Linked DNA regions of Gossypium hirsutum: region 1 is linked to region 2. A link is a contact called in public Hi-C data. All regions are on one chromosome and are shown on one strand. Each heading gives the region's core, a stretch centred on a gene start, on an enhancer-like site or on the middle of the called end of the contact. The rest is flanking DNA. Distances are from core to core; before and after follow the strand shown.

Region 1 (4,837 bases), core at 1,877-4,376, 120 kb after region 2:
TCTTTAATAAAAACTTAAAACGTTACTTATTAAGACTCTTATCATTTCGGAGAAAAAAAATGTCACACCCAATGCGTTAGGGCATGACATTCTAATTCCTCAAAAATGAATTAGTCCAAAATACTCGTGTAATAAAATTTAAGAGAATATTCATTTGTTTAAGATTTATAAAGAAATCGCGACCTAATATGTTAGGGCACGATTTCTCAAAATCCTAAACTTGGAATATTTCCTTTGTTATTATTTTTAAAAAAATCTTTGTCTCGAGAAATCAACACGCCACATCCAATACGTTAGGACACAACGTGTTGAATTCCCGATAACAAGCTTTTATTTTATTTTTGATTAAAGAGCATTCTCGATTATTAGATTCAACGAAGAAAATTGGAACCCAATACGTTAGGGCTCAATTTTCTTGAAAATCTTAAATACGAGTATTATCTCAATTTTGAAAATTTTAAATTTGAGTAAAAAAATGATATAATGCTACATTTGATGCATGAATGAATGTCGCTTTAACAAATAACGATAATAACTACAACAATGGTATAGAAATAGTATGAATAGATAAATAAATAAACGAAATTAATATACATAAAAATAACCAACGACATGCAAAGTATCAAATAAATGAGCAAAATAAAAATATTCTTTTAAAATATAAATGAAAACCTAAATCAATAAACGAATGAAGCAAATAAACAAAAATATAAAGAATAAAATGTTCAAATATATATATACATTTGAAATTATGAAAAATAAAAAAACATAAAGATAATTTACACATAAAATTTTGGGTTATAAAATTTATATATATAAAGCACATAATGCATTTATGAAAATGAAGAAAAAAATATAAATATATACATATATACATAAATTATAAAATATGTGTTAAGAATATAAGTAGGTAGTTCAACATTTTCGAAAATAAAATATATTGATGTATATATGTATATATATAAAAGAACATTCATTAAAAAAATAAATGTATATACATGACCATATAAAAAAATAAATATATACATATAGATTTAAAAAATGATTAAATAATAAATACATTATCGAAATTAATTAAATTTAAAAAATATAAAAAAAAGGGACTAAACTGAACTGAAGATGAAAAATCTGGGGCAAATTCGAAAATAAATAAAACCCAAAGGACCACATTGAACGCGCGAATAATCATGGAGGGATTGAAGGAGAAATTTTCCCTTTTCCCCTAAACGGCGTCGTTCCATCAGGACCAAATTGAAATTGGAAATAAATTAAAGAGCGAATTTTTAAAAATAAAAAAACTTAATAAAAACATTAAAACACGGAGGGGCTAAAGGCGCAATTTGCCCCTCCGCATAAAAACACGCGGATCCTAGGCCAAGTCGGGTCGGATTATCCAAAACGACGCCGTTTTTAACACTTAAAACCGCTCCTAAAACGGTACCGTTTAGTTACCCTATTTAAACCAACTTTTCCCCAAAAAAAATCATTTGTAGTAGGAGAAATATAAAAAAATAATAAAAAAATCTTGATTTCTCTGCTAGGGTTTCGACCCTAGCTTTTACGCCGCCACGCCTTTGCCGTGATCCCACCGTGGAAGGTGGTTGGAGTCGCACCCCAAAGGGGCTTATTGGCTCTTTTCGCGCAGATTTAAGGCGTCTCCAGGTATTTCCCTTTTTTTAAATAAATAATAAAACCCGATTTGGGTATTTTTTAGAAGAAATAAAACACAGAAGCAATGGCCTTTCGGCCTCTGTAATTCCAATTGCAAATCCGCGCGAAACCCTAAAGGGCTTTCGTGGCTTTGACGAACGGAGGAACCTCCGACAGCGGCGCGCGATCCAAAATCAGGTCTGTTGCAACCTCTTTCTTTCCTTTTTTTATACATTTTTTTAAATAGTACGCAAAGGAAAAAATATAAAGAAAACAAAAAAAAAAAACAAAAACAACAGTTCGAGATAAAATGTCGACCTTTTAATCTCTTGATTGATTTTGTGCACTCTTGGTATTCTCTGTTGTTTGTGAAAACACTCGTGTTTTTTTATTGATTTTTTTTCCATCCGTTTTACAGTGTATTTAGTAGCTTTATATAACAAACAATGAAACAAAAAATGGAAAGAAAATCTATTCGTATCTGCTTGATTTTGAGATCTTCTTGATTTTCTTGCCATATTCGTTGCCTATACTGCCCTATTTCTTTCTTGCTGTGCAGGTGAACGAGGATGCGGCTGGCGCGAAGTACTTGGTTGCGGCGCGAGGCTTACCCTAGAAAACCTGGGTTTTTTTTTGTTTTGATACTGTTTTGGGCCTATGCTTGTGATGGGTCACTGTATTTTAGGTTTGGGCCGTATTGGCCCACTGTAATTTGGACTCTATTTTTTATTTGTTTACTGAGGGCCTTTTAGACTCGGGCCAAACTCGGGTATTACATGGCTCATGAATGTTATTTTTACAACTATTTTTTAATTGATTTTGACATAATAATAAAAAAATTAACACTTAATTTTTAAAAAAATTATTTTTACGATAATTTTTTTTATCATTTTAATTGTAAACCTTTAAAATTTAGTCTAATTGATTGTCTAAAAAAAATCGAACTATTAAAATTTTAACACCACTAATTAAAAAATGATAATTTTTAAGAAAATATGATCAATATTAAGAATAAAGTATACATGAAGTATCACCGGATTATAATATAACCCTCATTAAACTTTTAACAATTCAGACAGTTTTTGTCTGAAAAAAACATTTAGATTAAGATTTGTAATTAAAAAAGATTAAAAGTAAAGCGATAGGAAAAGTTTAAGTACTAAAATCATCATTCAATCTTAGTTTTCCGCCTTGTCTATTTTGCTCAATATCGTCTCGACAGCTTGACCCATCATCAGGAGTTGCGCTTGAAGATATGTTGTTATAATCTTCTTTTTCACACACTCTCTCAGTACAATATAAAACTATCATTTGGGTCATATCAACATACATTTAAATATTGTGCATATAGAAGAACAAAATTTTAGGTTATAGATGCCAAGAGAGTAGACATTATAAAAGAACGGTAAGGTGTTTAGGTGGGGAAGAGATGTTGGGTGTTTTATTTTTTGAATGAGATTGACAACTTTCATGCAGGCCCGCCAGTTCTGTTTAAATGAAAAGCCCAAAATAGGGCCCATTGGCGGAATTTGTAATAACCAAAGCCCACCAAGATATTGTAGTTGGGGAAAAACTCTATTTGGCACAACTGGTGAAAGGGGAACATACATGTTTCTATTCTTTTTCTCCTTTTGTTTTTCATGAATTAAACATTATTGTCAAATGCCAAACGCAAAGGATAAAAAAAGTTGAGATGATTTGGAGTAGGAATGGCTTCAAATTGTATTTCTGTGTCTTTCTGTATTAACTTAACTCATATATCTATTTAGAAATTTGAATCCGTAAATTATTCGAGTATTACTATTTAAATTTGAATCTAAATTAAAATTATTATCCGTCAAATAATGAATCCACAAAAAATCCAAAATTAAAATTTTCAATCATACGCCGAATATTCGAATCCAAATTCACAAAATAATAGAAAATCAAACAAAAATTTAATTTTAAATAAATTTATCGATAATTATCTATAAATAAATGTAAATAAACAAAAGTAGTTAAATAACAATTCAAAAAAATTAAGCATAACAATTTCACGACAACTTAAATATACCTAAAAACTAAAATATAATAATTCTAAACAAATTCAAAGTTCTATAACAATACGAAATATCTTGATTACTTAACCCACGCTATGGTATATATATATATTATAATCTACCACTTATTTAGGATTTAAGCTTACATATTATTAATATAAAAATAAATATTATAAAAACATAGTTGTATATAAAGATACATATTATTAATAATCTACCTTAATTATATAATACTAATTGTATACATTACAATTTACAATAAGGTTAGTTGTACATTTAAGGTTTATGTTACATATAGTTAATAAACGAGGTAGGTTAAAATATCATAATTGTATAATAATTTTTATAAATTTGTAATTTATTTATATATAATAATTGATATATGATATGTAGTTAATTGGTTAATTTAACTAAATATGCTGAAAAAAAGTAAGCAGCTATGCCGTTTTTTTTTTGAAAATTTAATGATCTATGCCATTTTTGGAGAAAAAGGAAAACACGTCATACAAGGTGCGTTTTAAGGAGAGAGAATAAAAACGCATCCTACAGGGCAGTGAAATGGCTCCCTGTAGGACGCGTTTTCACTTTGGTAAAATTGTTTTTTTTCTTTTTTTTCTTTTTTTTCTTCCAGTTGAAAATTAGAAGTTTGTAGATTAATTTTTGTCCGTGTTTGAGATAGACATAGTTATAGTTTTAAGGAATGTTTAAATTTACGGTGGTGCCATAGAGCTAGAAGACCTACAAATTTCATCTGCCATGTGGGTATGGAGCCATCACTCGGGAATCCGGATAACATTGCAACTCAAGGTCCCAGTTGATAGTGATTATATGATTTGGGGTTGAAATGTAATCAGGGCTTCAAGTCTACAAAAGTTATGTTGTCAAGGGATGGAGCACAAATGTGTACGTAGTTGACAGTGGTTATGTAGGTTCGACAACGAGTTCTTCTCATAAAAAAGATGCTTTATAAAACTCAATCATAAATACAAGGAAGAAACACATAGTGACGTTTTAGTATAATCAAGTAATGTGTCTTATCAATCACAACCAAAGGTGGTGACCTTTGTATTATAACCTGTGATAGCATTGGGGTGTAACAAATTATACTAGCAAGGTCACCGCCTTCGGTGGAGATGAACAACACGAAT
Region 2 (4,897 bases), core at 1,194-3,693:
AAATTAGTTCGACATCCTGACTGATAATAACTATACATATAACACCTATAATATTCAACTTTTGACTTGTCTTCTGACCTTGGACGATGAGTTGCTGAGTTACGGCCTCCTCATTCCCGTCCTCTTCCTCTTCTTTGAGATTGACTTTCTCGTTGTTTTTGCTGTTGTTCTGCCATTGATTGTTACTTCTCTTCTCTTTACTTCTGCTTTTACCTCCTTTAAACATCTAGTGATTTCCTGTTGAAGCTTTCAAAGCTTACTTATCATTGTCTTGCTACTTGATCTTTTGTTCATGTACCAGTAAAGAAATTTACAGCTCATCAAGTGAGAGTTCATCAATATCCTTAGATTCCTTAATTGCACAGACAACAAAATTGAATTTTGGTGTTAAGGATGTGAGTATCTTTTCAATTTTGATGATATCCTTTGACTTGTTGCCATACATCTGCATCTTGTTAACGACTTCCATGACTCGTGAGAATTAAATTCTAATTGACTACCTGACTTCATCTTAACGTTTTCAAACTCTGTACGAGGTGTTTGAAGCTGTTGCCTCTTTGCTTTCGCTAAGCCTTCATATTTTTTCTTTATTAAATCCCAGATTTTCTTGGAAGTGTCTTTGTAAAGAACAGTCTCTAAGATTGAACAATCAATAGCCTGAAACAAATACTTCTTGGCCTTCAAATCCTTCAATTTCAATCATTCGATTTCTATCATTTGTGCATCTGTCATTGCTGTTGTAATTCTGGTACTCCATCTGAGACAACTTGCCAATATTCTTTTGATCTTAGGAAATTCTCCATTAGCATACCCCAATAATCATAATGACCATCAAAGTGAGGAATCACTAGTTGTACAAAGTTGTCAGAGGCCATTGTTATTAAATTGAACCATGCCTAGATACCCCTGTTAACAGTAAAGAATAGAAGAGGTTCAAGTAAAGTAGAAGAGATGAGAGGAAGTGGAAATGTTCAGATCAACTTTATTCAGCAAGGAAGCCTATAAATAGGTAATACATATAACAGATGAAAGCTAAAAATTAGCAACTAGAAGAGACAATTGGAACTACAATCTAATAACTAGGGAAGTGAAAACCAAGAAAATAAGTCAGGAAATTATGGAAATGTCTTTTCGTAATTAAAATAAGGCACATTATTTAAGGATATTTTAGTCTTTTTATTTGAATGAAAACCAAGAAAAATATGCAAATGATGAGATTTGAACCTGCATCAATTAGAGTAGTAAAATCTTAAATTTACCACTTAATCAAAGCTTTATTTTATTTTTTAATGTATTTTTAAATATACACAATTTATTATATTCGCCGGTTGTATATATACTTTTAATAAAATCTCTGGCTGAGTTGGTGTCACGAGTCAACCGGCACCAACTCGATCAAGGTAATTACAAAAATGTATTTCCATATTCAAAATAAGTTATATTATTCTAAAATACTTTAGTCTTTTTAATTTAAAAAACAATAAAAAAATATGCATAATATGGGATGTAACGCCTTAAACCAGATTCGATTAATCGAATTCTGATCTTGGGTATTACCACACAAATGCAGATACAAGCTTAATTTACTTATAGAATTTACAGATAATCACAACTTACTTGATTACAAAATTTCAAACTAAAATACATACGTATATATAACTACAACACATGGAAATTAAATTACAATAATATCTAAATTGAAATCCTATTCAATTACAGATACTCCAAAGTATGGATCTCTAAGTAACAATTCAGACTTCGAACTCGCCACCAAATTCGCTCTATATGCATAATAACCCGATACACCACTTCTTTGCATAGTCCTGGCAGTGTCCCTCCTAGCGTAATCCCACATCAACTCAGCTATAACGTAACACACAGAGATAAGTTCGTAAGAACTTAGTCAGGAAAACATCGTTTACCTGAGTCCTATTTGCACATTGCAACTGATAATTTATATAGACGATGTCATTGTTCTTAACATTCAACTTTATCTCTAGTCGAATCAACACAATTAACAAAAGGCTGCTACAGACACTAACCAGGATTCATGTTGAATCAACATCGACTAGAGTTTCTTCATCTGACCATTGTAACGCCGAGACTCCACCCATCATAGATGTGTCATTCTCAACCTCCTAACATAATCCCTTAATTAAGCCATCGATAGCCTAATTGATCAAAAGAGCAAAAAACTCCCCTTTTCGTATACCTTTTGGTATTTGCCCCATATCAGCGCTTAACCCTTCTATCTCTGTTGTTTGCCACTGACCGAATACCTCCCCTTATCTCCCTTCGATATTGTGTTGGGAAATCATTCCATCTCACCCTTCCATAAAGAAATCCCTTTGTTTTTCATTAATCTTAATAACATATTTCTCTTTTGTCTAAGCCATGGCCAACCGCTCGAAATCTGATTGGATCAGAACCATTATTCAAAAGTTTTAGACCCATTTTTGATCCATCATCGAATGGGTTATCTATCGGCCTAAACGAGGACCTTTGGTTGTTAACTGGCTTTAAAACAATTGAATTAGTTTTCGGCCCATTCATTAAAACAACAAATTTACATTTGTTCTTTGCTGGCCCTTTCTTAAACACACTAGTTTTGATTTGAGGGTTAGACAATAGTTTCCCCCTAACTGGCAAAGCCTTCCCCAAAGTTCCCTTATCAGATCCCTTAATTCCAGTGCTACCATTTAATGCAGTAGATTTGACCCCTTCAACCTCCCTGTAATTTTTGTTCAAAATGTCAAATCTTGATCCTCAAGCCCCCACATCAATGTTGTTGACAATTGGCTTCGTTGCCGTCAAGGGCGTCCAATGTGGTTTGTGTTCCACCAGCATCCATGTCCCAAATTGATCCCCTTTGTCACTACTATGTGTCATAGCATCCTTGTTGGAGCTCCAATCCGTAGCCCCTCCTTGAGCTGTCGTATCCCTGTCGAGATTCTCAACTGTAACCCCTTCAATTGTTTCTTTTTTCTCAGACCTATGCAGACATGCATCACTAGAGTGCTCGAATCTCCCACACCTGAAGCACACCAAAGGTTTAGTCTCATATTCCACGCATTGTACTCTTTCGTCAATTTGCAATTTTGGAACCAGCAGTTTCCCAAGGTCAATATAAACTGCAAGTCTCGCAAGCTACCCCATATCTTATTATCGTTATTACAGTCTATCTTCGCAACCCGTCCAATCGCTCTTGCAATGAACTTTAGAAGGCTTCTTGTGTACATGCCCTCCGATAGCCCAGGCAATCTAATCCAAACTAGTAAACTAGTGGGAAAATCTTGATCTGTTGTGAACGAAGGTGTCCATGGCCTTACAGTGAGATGTTGGCCAAAAATTGTCCAAGGCCCTCCCGACACCGCATGAAGGTATTCATCATCATCTTGAAAATTAACAGAACAATAATCATTCTCTAAGCCAATTACTTTTAATGGCTACTTAGTTTTCCAGATAACTTGCAATTTATTAGTCATAGTAAGGTATGAAATTTTCCTTCCTAGTAATTTGACGACCACAGTCCGAGCCATGCACTTGGAAATAAATTGATGAACTCGTTCGAAGAAAGTGATGGAAAGGATGCCATCAATAATCTCTTTTTCTGCTTCTCCCTTTAGTAACTCGAAGTCTTCTTCATTCTGCGAATTAATCCTTTCAGCTGTGGCGCCTAAAAGCTTATATTTCTATGACATCGTTCGAACACCAATCGAGACCGCTTTCATACATTTGTCATTAACAATAGGATTGTCCAAATCCAATGGATCCTCCAGCCTCTGCCTAATCGTTTTTGCCGATCTCCTACCGTTCCTAGATTCCATTTCAATTTTAGAACAAAAACTGAAATATGTTCAAACTAAAACTAGAATAAATCTAAATAAACCCACAAAGAGTGTCACTAAAACTCAAAGTAATATGATGAAGAATTCTCACATAGCATTTGTGCAAGAATATTCAAGATATTGTTTTTTCAAACACTCGCCATCATGGGTAGAAAATTGGACATATTAAACTCTATTAAGAGTGGTTAGTAATTCAATGAATAATTCAACTGCAAATTTATAACTTCAGATGTAATTGATTATGTGTACTTATAATAATTTATTACATTTTTTTTAAGAAAAAGACAAAATAAGGAGAGAGGACAAATAAGAACCGGACTTGTCAATGTGTTGCTGTACGAAGCTTTATTTATTTATTTATTTTTTTTTTTGAAAATTCTTCAACGTAAAAAATTAGGCCTAAGAAATTAACTTGACAAAAAATGAGACACATGGTTCAAAACAGACAACAAATGTTCGATATTTACAATTAGGCCCAGCTTGGAGTTATAATATTTTTTTATGAATTTATATTAGATTTATAAATATAACAAAATAAAAAAATAAAAAGTAATTTCTATAAAAAATGATAGAAAGTGTTAAAGTTTCTATTAAATAATTTATGTTTTTAAATTTAATAAAAGTAAAGTAAATTGCTAAAAAATAAATAGGTATAAAGCTATAATTTGTTGGAAGAAAAATTAAAATATTAAATTTTAAGTAAATAAAAGTTAAAGTAGAAAAGAAATCATTTTTAGATATATATTTACACTAATATATGTAAATATTTGGCTTGTAATGGTTTCATGAGCTAGAAACTAATTTTTAAATTAAAAAACTTTTGCATATAGACAAAGCTTGCTACTAGTTTGTAGAAAACATAAATTTTAACTCAGCTTGAGTTTTACTTCTACCAAATTTGTTTTTTTTTTTTTGAAGTTACCAAATTTGAAAATTTGTATCGAAACTAATGTCATAATTTATTAAAGTTATATATCTTTTCATAATTGCACTTACAATCAAGTTATCTTACATTGAGAATACAATAAAATATGAGCTCTAGAATTAGA

Evidence for each region. A called contact is a pair of places that touch in the nucleus more often than the background predicts.
Region 1: a contact with region 2 is called in a Hi-C map of leaf, with 2.5 times the contacts expected there. The contact joins two enhancer-like sites. A contact is called at or near these places in 10 of 34 Hi-C or Micro-C datasets (anther, callus, cotyledon and 4 more).

The regions. Positions count from the first base shown.
Region 1 is chrD04:41,362,100-41,366,936 of Gossypium_hirsutum_v2.1, forward strand. No RefSeq gene overlaps it. Among protein-coding and RNA genes, the nearest start is that of LOC121216029, 42 kb to the right of the region's middle. Within about 2 kb of position 3,127, at least 1 of the 9 cell types and tissues checked has an H3K27ac peak or open chromatin away from gene starts, as enhancers often do. A contact at or near this core is called in leaf, where this site is marked.
Region 2 is chrD04:41,242,283-41,247,179 of Gossypium_hirsutum_v2.1, forward strand. No RefSeq gene overlaps it. Among protein-coding and RNA genes, the nearest start is that of LOC121216504, 27 kb to the left of the region's middle. Within about 2 kb of position 2,444, at least 7 of the 9 cell types and tissues checked have an H3K27ac peak or open chromatin away from gene starts, as enhancers often do. A contact at or near this core is called in leaf, where this site is marked.